Linked DNA regions of Mus musculus: region 2 is linked to region 1. Evidence: chromatin contacts called from public Hi-C data. All regions are on one chromosome and are shown on one strand. The core of a region is the stretch at or near the end of the contact, and the rest is flanking DNA. Distances in the headings are between cores, read along the strand shown. Region 1 overlaps Ocln (occludin). Region 2 overlaps Marveld2 (MARVEL (membrane-associating) domain containing 2).

Region 1 (6,553 bases), core at 3,432-5,931:
GGCAGCTGGTGGGGGCCTTACAAAATAAGACAAGTGTGCTGGTGCGTGTCCCTATAATCCTTGCTACTTGGAAGGTTGAGGCAAGTGTAGCCAGCCCAGGATAGATATATGAAGAGTTCAAAGCCAACCTCTGCTAGATAACAAGACCCTATCTCGGGGGGGTTGGGGGGGGAATGATAAAAACTAAAACATGGCCGTCAAGATGGTTCAGCAGGTAAGGGAGCTTGCTGCCAAGCCTGAGAACCTGATTTCAATCCCTGCAAACCACATGAAGGAAAGACTCGGTGATGAAAAGTGAATTTTGACCTCTCCACTCGTGCCGTGCTACACATGCACACAAGTGAACAAACAAGCAATTAAAGTAAGAAACGAGGGGACCTTAAGGAAACAAGAAATGGGACAGGCTGGGCAGTGGTGGTGCATGCCTTTAATCCCAGCACTCGGGAGGCAGAGGCAGGCAGATTTCTGAGTTTGAGGCCAGCCTGTTCTACAGAGTGAGTTCCAGGACAGCCAGGGCTACACAGAGAAAGGCTGTCTAAACAGACAAAGAAACAAAACAAAACAAAACAAAACAAAACAAAACAAAACAAAACAAAACAAAAAGAAATGGGACAGGACATGTATGATTACCTTTAATCCCAGCACTCTGGAGGTAGAGGCAGATGGATCTCTGTGGGCTCAAGGCTAGCATGGTCTAGAACATCTAGGGCTACATAGAAAAACCATGTATCAGTAAACCAAAAAGATACCCAAGATAGCAAGGAATGAGCTCCCTAAATGACCTGCTTAAATTCAGCCAAAGGCTTCTTAAAAGCAATCATGCAGGAAGTTTTTTTGTCACCAAACACATATACAAATAACCACAAAGTATCAAGGTGAAAGATACAACAATCCAAATGAATCTCTCCAACACTACCTGACAGAGACAAGAGTCAGGTTAGCATCCTCTGCAAACTGACCAGGAGGCGCCGGGAGCCTGAACTCATGGACCCTTCTAACTAAAGACAGATGTGCTCTGTGACTGTTATGAGACAGATACTCATGTATAAAAACTCATCAAGTTTACAGATTTATGTCTTAATTTTTTGTTTTTTTCAGGACAGAGTTTCTCTGTGTGGCTCTGACTATCCTGGAACTTGCTTTGTAGATCAAGCTGGCCTCAAGCACAGAGATTTGCTTGCCTCTGCCTCCTAAATGCTGGGACTAAACGTGTGTGCCACCACCACCCAATTAAAATTTTTTTTCCAAGACAGGGTTTCTCTATGTAGCCCTGACTGTCCTGGAACCCACTCTGTAGACCAGGCTAGCCTCAAACTCAGAAATCCCCCTGCCTCTGCCTTCCAAGTGCCAGGATTAAAGGCTTGTGCCACCACTGCCTGGCCCAAATTTTATACTTATTCTGAGTTTGGTGGTTTTTATAAAAATGGCCCCCATAGGCTCATATATTTCAATGCTTAGTCACTAGGGAGTAGAATTATTTGAAAGGATTAGAAGGATTAGGAGGCGTGGCCTTGTTGGAGTGGGTGTGGCCCAGTTGGAGGAAATGGGTCACTGGGGCTTTGAGACTTCAAATGACCACACTAGGTTCAGTCTCACTCTCTCCACCTCTCTAGATCAGGATGTAGCTCTCAGATCCTGTCCCAGTGCCATGGGTGACACCATGCTCCCTGCCATGATGATAATGCATTAAACTTCAGAAACTATAAAGCAGCCCCCAATTAAATGCTTTCTTTTATAAGAGCTATCTTGGTCATGGCATCCCTTCAAAGCAATAGAACAGTCACTAAGACACTTAGTATATGGATAGATATATATCATACTTCAATTTTAACAGTGTCAAAAAACGTTTAAGCCATTTATCCCAGCATTCAGGGGGCTAAGGAAAGTGGATCTCTATGAATTCTAAGCTATCCTGGTCTACACAGCAAGCTGTAGGCCAGACAAGGATACATATTTATACCCTATCCCCCCACCCCCAAAAAAGAAAATATTATTTTATTACATTTTATTTAGACGTGTGTGTATGTGTGTGTGTGTGTGTGTACACATATATGCATGAGCACACAACTCATAGGAATTGGTTTTCTCCTTTCACCCTATAAATTAATATAGGGTCATCAGGGCTCTTTAAAAAAAAAATGGATCAGTAATCTAGAGAACTGGCGGTTCTTACAAAGGACCTGGGTCCAATTCCCGAATATACATGGTAGCTCACAACCATCTGTAACTCCAATTTCAGGGGATTCAACACCTTTTCTTGGTCCCTGTGGATATGAGGTATGTACATGTTCTACAAGTAAAACGCCCATAGACATAAAATAAAATTTAAAAGAATCTCTGTTGCTAAAAAAACAAAAGGTCGCGAGGCTTGGCACCAAGCATCTTTATCCACTGAGCCATCTTGTTGGTCCTTAATACTGGTTTTGAGGATGATTTAAGGACATGATAAAAGACCTATAATATTCAGTCAAAATGACAGGATTTTATACTTACAAAAGACTATGATTATACTTCTGACATAGAAGTAATTAGGAAAAATGATAAAAGAAGTATATCAAACAGTAATGAAAAGAGATTTTTTGGACTGCTAAGATGGCTCAGTGGTTAAGAGCACAGACTGCTCTTCTGAAGGTCCTGAGTTCAAATCCCAGCAACCATATGGTGGCTCACAACCATCTGTAATGAGATCTGACAGCCTCATCTGATGTGTCTAAAGACAGCTACAATGTACTTACATATAATAATAAATCTTTGAGCCTGGGGGAGCAGAGGTTCAATTCCCAGCAACCACATGATGGCTCACAACCATCTGTACAACTACAGTGTCCTCATATAGAAAAAAATAAATAAATAGATCTTTTAAAAAAAGGAAAAAAAAGAAAAGAGAATTTTCAGAATTCTCTCTGCTTAAAATCAGCTGATATACCTTATCCTTGTGGGGGCGCGGGGAGGGTGTTCAACTCGGGGACTCTCTCATGCTAAGCAAGCACTCTATCATTTAACACCTCTAATCAATCAAAATACAGTAAAATCTGTGATTTCAGGGCATAACAAAGTAAAAGTCTACCTGGAATAACAACTAAAGCGCTATAGAAGTAACTAAAAGAACAAATTAGAAGGCTGGAGATGCAGCTCAATACAAAGTGGCTTTCTAGCACGCACAAAATTCTAGGCTCCATCCCTAGAATTGCAGAAAACAAAACAAAACACAACAACCTCTTTTGAACACTGGAAAACAGCCCAGTACCCACTTAATGACTATAAAGGACAAGGTAGGCAAAGGTAGGCTCACTTTACAAACAACAAATACAGAAAAGACATCTCCTGTGAGGTTTTTGTCTTTTACTGTTTGTTATAATGCTAAGTGGGGGGCCTCCAGGGTTCTGAGTCTGCACACAGCCTGAGGGACCCCAGTTCATTCAGATTGGTTAATATAGATGTCAGCAGCCGATAGCTGGGGGGGGGGGGGGGGAGTAGGGGGAGTGGAAGAGACGTAGGTGGGGCTTAGGTTTCCCAGGCTAGAGACCACTAGGAAGGAGGTACAGAGAAGGTTGGAGGGATGGAGGAAAGCAGCCAGCCGTGGCATAGAGAAGCAAGGAGAGCTGCCATGAGATAGAGCAGCTAGGGTTAGGGGCCAAGACAACATGGCTCAGAGCGCTGCCTGGTTGGAGCTATGAGCAGTACATATGAAACACAGTAAGCAATAACTTGGGTTATGGATAGGAAGTAGATTCTAACAGCATGAAGAATAGGCTATTGTGTTGCTTAAGGCATATTAAAATATAAAGGCTGTGTGTGCGTGTGTGTGTGTGTGTGTGTGTGTGTGTGTACGTGTGTGTCTTTCACTCCAGAAACATAAATGGTCAAAGGAAGGAAGAAACACAGACAGGATTTATTAAATTATATTTAGTACAACCTCCCTCAAAATAACAATGCCCCCCCCCATAAGGTAAAGAATCCACTTGCACAGGAGATGCAGGACTGGGAACTTAGCAGGTCAGAAAGGTTCTCATAGATATGCAAAAGGAGCTAGGGAACAAGGAGTGATTCTAAAATCTAAAGAGCTGGCAAGATTTATTATAGTAATAAACCGTTAGACCTATCCCAGCTTGTGAATAACACTCATCACTCTAGTGCCAGACTGGAGTTCGACTGAAATGTGTAACTGAGTTCAATGGAATGAGCTTGGGTAGGCAAAAGAGTAGAAGAAAAAAATTGCTTGAGGCTGAAATACCCGTCACTTATCATAAGGTAACTACATATGAAAATAATTTTTGTGGGTATATACTCGGTCGGGGTTGAACCCAAGGCTTTCTACATGTTAGGGAAATACTCACCTAATTATGCCACCAGCCAAAAGGCATGTTTTTTCAAGAACTATCTTTCACTTCCTCACCACTACCATGAGTTACTGCAAATACCTGTTGATAAATTATCAAAACCACTTATAACTGATTAAACTTTCTAGACAGTAAACCCAGTGAGAGGCTAAAGTTCACTGTGTCTCTAGTATCGCTGGTGCTGGTCTCCCTCGAGCTGGTTTATTTGTTTATTTTTTTAAAGCCTCTCGAAACCATAAGTAAACAAATCCTGACTGCCAGGGAAAACCTGACACACCCAGAAACTCTCAGCAAAACATTTACTCATGGTCCACAATGGACTGTCCTAGCCTATCTACAAGTGGCCTCGCCTGGAGCTAAAGGTCGAAAGAAAACTCTCCCCCAAAGCTCACACTTCACAGAGGAACTGGCTTCCAACAGAAGGCAGGGCACAGCACCCACCACTCTCCAGCGGGGGAAGCCACACCCACCCTTTCTGGCTTTCTTAACATGGCTTCTTCTCTTCCCCCCCCCCCCCCTTCACTAACTAGAACTAAGTTTCATCTAAGCTTGTAGATTTCCTAACAACTCAGGCATTCCCAGTTTCTCATCAGCTCTTTCGAAGCCCTCCTATACCCCAGCCCCAGGGGCCACAACGACCCTACCCTAGAGTCAGCCAGAGTCCAATATTTCAATTAGTTTTCATGGCAAGAAATCAGTCTGGCTAGAACCAGGCAAGGTGGGTAAGCCTGGGATCCTGGCTACTTGGGAAGCCTGTTTAGTTAAAGAGTAAATTCAGGTCTAGCCTGGGCAACTTAAGGAGACCCTATCTCAAAAACAGGAAGTATTGAAGTATGGTGAGATGGCTTAATGGGTAAAGCCCTTGTCTTGAAACTGTGAATATATGAGTTCAGATCCCCAGAACCCAGGTAAGAGCTAGATGCACTCGCAAGTCTGTACCCAGAGTTCTTCTGTGGTAAGATGGAGGCAAACACAGGAACCATCCTAGGAAGTCCCCAGGCCCAGCTGGCATGGCAAGCATGAGGTGGGAGATGAGGGCCAACCCCCAGCCTGTCTTCTGACAGTTACACAGGGCCAGTGGCAGTGCCTGTACTCAAAACACATGCCTTCCACGATCTACTAAACACAAACTCACAAAGACTAAAAACAAAAAGGAGCCAGTCCAAAAACCTAGGGACAGAACTAGTGGCAGAGTGCTTGCCTAGTAGCACAGGAGGCCCTAGGTTCAGAAAAAAATAAAAAAGAAAGAAATGGAAGAAGGAAAAAAAAGAAAGAAAGCAACCAAGTGTCTATAGCTGCTTTTCACAGCATCCCAATAGAAACAAAGTCTCTTTCCACACACTTGCTGAGCAACACTGCCTGCTCAGGTCTTTTAAAGGATTCCTGGGCTTTCAGAAAAGAACACAACATAGGAAGCCGGGTAAGATTTACAGTATGGTGCCCTCCCTAAAATAGAAACTTCTGTAATCTCTGTCTCTGTCACACTCAAGTATCTGAGAAGCTAAGTGGGATACAAGTGAGTCACAGTGACCGACCGTGCTGCTATCAATGAGAAGGCTACCAACAGTGGCCATTCCCACAATGCCTCTGCCCATCTGGACCCCATCTGCCTCCATCCCATAGGCAACAGTGTTTCCGCCAAAACTGGGAAGAAAGAAAAAGGGGTGGGGAAGAGTTCTTGCATTCTGCAAAAGCCAAGCTTTCTTTGTGACTTTTTTAGGAGGGTCTCCTTCCAGAGCCTCGATCTACTCCCGGAAAATAGAGATGATTTTACCCTTTAATAAAGCAATTTCCACTGACCTACCTTTTAAACATTCTGAGCAAACAAACAAACAAATGAATAAACAACTTGGCCCAGTGTGGTGGCGCACACCTTTAATTCCAGCACTCGGAAGGCAGAGGCAGAAGGATCTCTGTAAATCTGGGTCTACAGAGCAAGTTTCAGGACAACAAGTGCTGTTACACAGAGAAACTCTGTCTCAAGAACAAAAAACAAAAGACAAACAACTTACACATCATACAAACACAATGATGCTAAGCATGAAGTTTAACAAAGTACAAAAAAAAAAAAAAAAATGAGAACATAAGGTGAGAATTTAACCAAAGGTTAAAAGTGTTTTTGCTTTGTTTAAACTTACCCACTCTTCAACATTGGGGGGCTGTTCATCATAAATGTGTTCCTTATCCCACAAAATATTGGACTTATCATACCG
Region 2 (7,249 bases), core at 3,585-6,084, 61 kb after region 1:
GAGCCTTTCCATTGCAGTGCTTAGCCTTGCAACTCTCTCGGGCTGCTGAAGCACACTCACTCTATCTCGTGCAATGAGACTAGCCTCGTGAGATATAAGAGCTGAGTGGCCAGCGACCTATTGCTTAAGCATAGATAACCATATATCAGGGGGAGCTCCATGTTCTAGTCCTGCAAGCGCCTGGGCAATAACCACCTTGTCTCTCCTAGTTTGGGCCTTAAGCTTACAGACCAATCAAAGAAGCAACACTAATCCACAGCAACGTGTATCTCCAAATAATATTAATCCCACCCAATTTTTTAAAGAAAGAAAATGCTGAGGAGATCCAATTGGGTAATCCTTTGGTCAGCGACAGGTCCAAGCGCGTGGAGTTGACCTGAAGTCTCAATTCTCGAAGGGATCTGTTCAAATTCAGCCGTCCAATTCTGTAACATATACTGAAAAAGACTTTTTGACAAATTAGCTGCCCTAGTAAATTTAACATACTGAATGGAAATAACACACAATCCCGGAAACTTTTGTTCACATCCCAGCTGAGTTATTTGTCATAATACATCTAGTTGTATCTGGACAAGATCTATGAGTTGATTAACCAGCATGAGACCTCTCTATATCTTGACATTAGCTGAGGCCTGTTCATCTATGACTGTAGTCACTGAGGCTGACAAAGTGTTAATGGTGTCAGTTGTCTGGACCTGTCCAGACAGAACCAAGGCTGTCTGAATTAAGGCCAAACCCAGTTCCCAGTTAGTGGTAAAAAAGCAGGAGAATACTTGAGCATTATACATCACCGTCATTGGGAGTGGAAATGTCGACATTATCCCCCAACGCTGCTCTCTCTTTATTATTGACGCCCTGGACATCACCAAGACGAGGGACATTAGTATTCCCTTGGTCAGTCTGGATTTTTCGGGTGAGTCTTTCCGGTACCCAAAATGGGTTGTCTTCATTCTGTGGGAAAACACAGATAGCTCCCCTGGATCTTATCAAGATAGGATCCGGGCCATACCATTTATTATCAAGGACATTTTTCCATTTAACCATCTCATTGGGCCTATCTGGCTCTGAACAATGACGTTCAGCCGCAGTATGGCCATGAACATCAATATTTAAAAAATTGAGTGTAAAGAGTGCCAAAGACACCGACACTCTTGGTGCTCGGGGTACAGTCTCTTCAAAAGTTCCCCTCTTCTGTTTTATAAGATAGGCTTTGAGGGTGCGATGCGCACGCTCAACAATACCCTGTCCTTGAGGGTTGTATGGAAGTCCAGTCAGGTGGGTTACGTCCATCTGACGGCAGAACTGCTGAAATTTTTGCGACGTATAAGCTGGTCCATTATCAGTCTTAAGGAGTCTGGGTTTCCCCCAAGCACTCCATGCCTCAAGACAATGTTGAATCACATGTGAGGCTTTTTCTCCAGTTAACGGAGAAGCAAACATGATGCCAGAACATGTGTCAATGGACACATGGAGATATTGAAGTTTTCCAAAGGAAGAAACATGTGTAACATCCATTTGCCAGACCTGTAGAGGTCGAATACCGCGTGGGTTAATTCCCACATGAGGAACTGGCAAGAACTCACAGCAGCTTTGACATTGAGTAACAATGTCACGGGCTTCTTTTCTTGTCAAGGAGAAACGACTGCGTAATGTTTCAGCCGTCACATGAAAATTATTATGAAAATTTCTTGCAGCCTCTACCGGGGATGATAGGGCAGCAGCCACCACTTTAGTGGCCTTATCTGCCAAATCATTTCCCAGAGCCATGGGGCCAGGTAGGCCTGAGTGGGCTCTAACATGAGTAATATAAACAGGAGATCTTCTAGATAACAAAACTAATTGTATCTGCTGAAAAATATTGGCAACTCTACTGGAAGGCTTAATCACTCCAGCCACTTCTAAAAGATTTACTGCATTTACCACATAACAGGAATCTGACACAATATTAAGGGGTTTTAAAAAGGTTTTTAAAACTTCTAAGACCACTAAACATTCTACCACTTGAGGTGAATTTTCATTATATTGTTTGGATACCACTTTACCATTAGCCACATAGGCACCTATGCCAGTTTTTGATCCATCAGTATATACCACAATCCCATTTTTAAGTGGGTTTCTTACTGTTATTTGTGGAAACACAACAGATTGATTTTGGGCAAACTGTAAGATTGGATGTTTTGGATAATGGTTATCTATTTTTCCTGAAAAGGAGGTAACTAAAACTGCCCAATCATTAGATGCGGCTGCCAAGGTTTGAACCTGTGCAGCGGTATAAGGTACAATTAAAAGATATGGACTTTGCCCAAAGTGGGTGATTGCTGCTTTTAGGCCTTTAAGGGCAAGCTGTGCAATTGCATCAGGATACCAATCTATTATTTTAGCTGGGGATACGTTTGGATGGATCCACAACAATGGCCCATTCTGCCACAAAACTGCAGTTGGTAATTGTGCTGTCTTAAAGACACACAAACTGAAAGGCTGCGAATCCTCAATACGTTGTAATTGTGCATTCTGTAAGGCTTTTTCCACCTTTTGTAAGGCCTGGTTAGCAGCTAGAGTAAGAGTCCTAGGGGAGGAGATATGAGGATCTCCTTCTAAAATACTAAACAAAGGCCTTAACTCAGCGGAAGGAATCTTTAAAAAAGGTCTGAGCCAATTAATATCTCCCAACAGCTTTTGAAAATCATTTAAGGTATGGAGGTGATCTCTTCTTATCTCTACCTTTTGGGGCACAATCTTATCTGGGGACACCACAGAGCCCAAGAATTGTCCTGTATCAGAAATTTGGACCTTTTCTGTGGCTATCTGTAGACCCCACTGACTTAAAGTTTTAAGTAGAAAAGGATATGCCTTTTGTAGCATGGTAAGGTCTTTATGGCACAGGAGGATGTCATCCATGTAAAGGAGCAAAATTAAAGAGGGGAATTGTTCCCTCACTGGCAAAAGAGCTTTTTGCACATAAAGCTGGCACATTGTAGGACTATTGGACATCCCCTGTGGTAAGACCTTCCATTGATACCTCTTATCAGGTTTAGCAGAATAAGCTCTCTGACCCGTTAACAAATCAAAAGTCCACTCTCTCTGCTCTGGAGTTAAAGCAGCAGCGTTTGCTCGGGCCTGCGCCTGTGCCGCCTCCTGCCACAGAGCTCGCCATTCCACATATTTGGCCATACTAGGGAGAGCGGCTTTTGCAATCATTTGCCAGTCAGCAGGCGTTAGTGCCATACCAGCGAGCCTGTCTAACTGTACCAAGGTAAAATTAGCATTGGTTCCGTATTTACGAACCGACTCGGCAATTTCCTTAATCTGTACGTATTCTACCGGAGCGTGGACACGCCCACCCTCGGCTCCTTCAAAGACTGGAAATGCCTGTTCTATTTTCCTTTGTTCCTCTCGGGGAATGAATGAGTCTGCGCACTGCCTCTCTGCGCACTGCCTCTCTGCGCACCTCTCTGCGCATTGCCTCTCTGCGCATTGCTGACGCACTACGCAGGGCGGGGGCTCCGCATAGGGCGGACCTTGAAACCGACTGCCGGGAGGTTGAACAGTACGCTGACTTTCGCCAGCCGCTTTTGGCTTTTTTCTTGACCAATTAGCTGGCTGGTAATGGGCTGCTTCTTCCTCCCAGTCTGTTTCCTCAGAGGAGGATTCTTCACTTGCTTCAGAGCTACTAAGAGCTGGCTTCCTGAGCTCATCTAGTGACGAGTATCTCCTAGAGACCTCCGCTAATCGATCTTTCTTCTTTTCCCTTTTTCCTCTTTTTCTTCTAATCTCTCTCCAGGTATTCTTACCTGACCTAAACTTTTCCTCGGGTTCAAGACCCTTGGAAAGGCCTGTATACTTACCGTTTCTCCTTGCTCCTACTCTCTCTCCCCGCTTTACTTCTGATAGACTGTCCTGAATTTCCTCTAGAATTTTCAGCCCTATCTTAAGCACTATATAACATGTGAAAAGGAACAAAAGGGCTTCTAACACTAGAAAAAATTTAAGGCCAAACATAACTTGTAAAGCCATTTTCCACTTTACTTCTGATAGACTGTCTTGAATTTCCTTAGAAAGTTCAAGATCAGACTTACCTCGTTCCCCAGCTGAAAAGTTCTGAATTCATACAGTTGAATCCTTCTTAACAGTCTGCTTTACGGGAACCTTTATCACCGTCGTTCCCCAGCTGATGAGTTCTGAATTCGGCAGTTGAATCCTTCTCAACAGTCTGTGTTACGGGAACCTTTATAAACGTGATCCGTAGTTCTGGTTCTGAAATGAAGTATCCCTCCTGCGCCAGTCCGGAGTTTTTTCTCGTCCCGGAATTCGGCACCAATTGTTATTAGACGCGTTCTCACGACCGGCCAGGAAGAACACAACAACCAGAATCTTCTACGGCAAAGCTTTATTGCTTACATCTTTATCGGGCCAGAGTGTAAGAAGCAAGAGAGCGCAAGAAGCAAGAGAGAGAGAAAAACGAAACCCCTTCTATTTTAAAGAGAACAACCATTGCCTAGGGCGCATCACTCCCTGATTGGCTGCAGCCCATGGCCGAGCTGACGTTCACGGGAAAAACAGAGTACAAGTAGTCGTAAATACCCTTGGCTCATGCGCAGATTATTTGTTTACCAACTTAGAACACAGGATGTCAGCGCCATCTTGTGACGGCGAATGTGGGGGCGGCTTCCCACACTCACTGACAGCCATCTCTGTGTCACCTTCCTTCCTCATAAAGAAGAAACCGAATCTTTCTCCTGTTAATCAGACAATGTCTCCTGTTTCCCAGTCGCCTTTCTCCCTTTCCCCCTTTTATGCTGACTAATAATGTTGTGACTTCGGTCTTGGTGAATTGCTTCTGTGTATGTGAATAGCATTGTGGAGACAATAGGCCGAACCGGTCGGTACACACAACCTCCAGAGTCCACCCTTTATTAACAATGAACTATTCTTTGGCTCAAGAAAATTTCTTACCAGTAACATTACCAAGCCAAAACTCTACAACTACACGTCAGGGTGTTCAGGTTTACAAAAGGCCTCTTGTACCTTCTGTCATCTGTCACTGCTCAATCAGGTAGATCTGCTTTGAGGTCATGTGACTTCAGCCTAATCCCTTGTTCTATCATCTGGTATGAACATCAAAAGCTTTAGTATAATGAAATTACATTAAAATGAAATAAGTAAGCACAAAGACATTTGTTTCTGAAAAGAGACCTAATCTAGCTTTAGCCCAAAATAAAAGCAAATATTACACAAATCTAGGTTTTTGTATTTTAGTGTTTTGAGATGGTTGGAACCCACTCTGTAGACTGGGCTGGACTCAAACTCAAGAGATCCCCCTGCCTCTGCCTTCCAAGCTCTGGGATTAAAGGTGTTTGCCACTGCAGGCCAGCTTTTTATCTTTTTTTTTTTTTTTTTTCCTTGTTTGGTTATTTCAAGTCAGGTGTGTCTCTGTGTAGCCCTGTCTGTCCAGGAACTCACTCTGTAGACCAGTTTGGTCACAAACTCAGATCTGTCTGTGTCTGCCTCCTGAGTGCTGGGATTAAAGGTGTGCGTTACCACTGACCAGCCAGCTCTATATCTTTATTGTGTGTGTGTGTGTGTGTGTGTGTGTGTGTGTGTGTGAGAGAGAGAGAGAGAGAGAGAGAAAGAGAGAGAGAGAGAGAGAGAGAGAAAGAGAGAGAGAGAGAGAGAGAGAGAGAGAGAGAGAGAGAGAGAGAGAGAGAGAGAGAGAGAGAGACACTCCAACTGGTGGCCTGGGTCTTGCCAAGTGCACCAGGCTGGGATCTCCCTGTCTGTAAGTCTGAGCTGGAATGACCCAGTCGTCTGGGAACTCACCTTGAAGCACTTCCGAGGACTCTCTCCTGACCTGTTTTGTTGTTATTGATTTTAGCCCTCGTGGGCCTGTAACTTTCTAGGAGCCTCCTACCTCTGACTGGGTCTGGGATTCTACGTGCTGGGATCACAGGCATGCATTTCCATGCCTGGTTTGTCATTAAATTCTTTCCAACAGGAGACATCACATGAGTGCTGTGACCTACGGGTATTTATGACTTTCCAGTTCTTTTCAAGAAAGTATTTATTAGCCTGGTGGTATTTATCTGCCTGCCCACATGTTCACTGCCTGCCAAACCCCTTCCCAGGTCTCACTCCTCTCCCTTCCCCCAACAAACTTTATAGCAGATCTGTTACATGGCATACTCAGGGCACACCTTGGCATGGGCCTGCCAGGTACCCCCTCGCCCTTATATTTCATAACAGTGGGTACTGGGAAGACCTCAGATTCTCAGCAAGAATAGTATGTGCACTTAACCGCTGTCTCTCCAGCCATCCAGTTTATCTTCTGATTAAGGAAAAGTATTCTTAAAACATTCTCGGCGAACACAGGAAGGTTTCAAAACCAGCCAATAAGGAGCACACACAAAACAGCAGGTAACTGACATTTTAATACACCTCTGTATTGATAGAACATTAAAAAATAAATCAGTGTTACAGCATCAGTCTTAAAAGATTAACATTTACAACTGTAGTAAAATAAAGTCTCACAAAGTTAAGTGTGTTTAACGTTTAAATTTAACGCTAACCTAAGCTTTTTAAATGTATGTACAAAACGGCAATATCTTGCATTAAAGAGAGAGGGGGTCCTTGCTCTGAAGCCCAGGCTGGCTTTGAACTCGACACACTCCTGCCTCTGCTCTTGAGTGTCAGGGTGGTGTGCACGTGCTACCATGTTTTATTTATTTACTACTTGTCTTTTTCCTCCTTTATTTTGTTTTTATTTGTTTCGTGCTCTGAGACAAGGTCTCACTACAAAAGTTAGTCTGCAAGAGTATTGCCAGGTTTCACTGACAAATAAAACAAAACAAAACAAAACTTTGTCATCAGCACCCAGAACTTTCCAGGCCTCTGCCAGCTCCACTCATTAATTACTTTGGTTTCGCTACTTTGTAAAACCCTTCGGACATTGATTGGTTAATTGTTTGACTGGAAGCTGTAGTGGGTGGAAACTGTCACACAGATGGGGTAGGTGTGGCAATGAATCACAGGGGAGACACCAAGTAAACTGAAAGGCTTAGCTCTCACATGCACACAGCGTGGGCTGTGGGACACGGGGATCTATGCACAGTGACCCTGATTACAGGCATGGAGGCCGTGAGGGGCCATAACAGTTCACAGGCAGCAGTGAAACTTCCACTTAAGGCTACAGTGCTAAAGGCGGAAAAACGCCAGGGCATTATGGGACACGCGCCTCTGGTTAGCTGCTGACCCT

Evidence for each region. A called contact is a pair of places that touch in the nucleus more often than the background predicts.
Region 2: a contact with region 1 is called in a Hi-C map of liver, with 2.0 times the contacts expected there. The contact joins two enhancer-like sites. A contact is called at or near these places in 7 of 39 promoter capture datasets (3T3-L1-derived adipocytes, the C10 cell line, cranial neural crest and 3 more), 6 of 484 Hi-C or Micro-C datasets (the G1E-ER4 cell line, embryonic stem cells, liver and 1 more) and 2 of 115 datasets of contacts at active chromatin or transcription factors (embryonic stem cells and pancreatic cancer cells).

The regions. Positions count from the first base shown.
Region 1 is chr13:100,528,485-100,535,037 of GRCm38.p6, forward strand. Ocln (occludin) reads right to left here. Exons shown (of 9, transcript NM_001360536.1): 4 at 6,479-6,553. Among named protein-coding and RNA genes, the nearest start is that of Ocln, 21 kb to the right of the region's middle. Within about 2 kb of position 4,682, at least 37 of the 459 cell types and tissues checked have an H3K27ac peak or open chromatin away from gene starts, as enhancers often do. A contact at or near this core is called in liver and pancreatic cancer cells, where this site is marked.
Region 2 is chr13:100,589,552-100,596,800 of GRCm38.p6, forward strand. It overlaps Marveld2 (MARVEL (membrane-associating) domain containing 2), which reads right to left. Exons shown (of 7, transcript NM_001038602.4): 7 at 6,406-7,249. Among named protein-coding and RNA genes, the nearest start is that of Gm24261, 11 kb to the right of the region's middle. Within about 2 kb of position 4,835, at least 120 of the 459 cell types and tissues checked have an H3K27ac peak or open chromatin away from gene starts, as enhancers often do. A contact at or near this core is called in liver and pancreatic cancer cells, where this site is marked.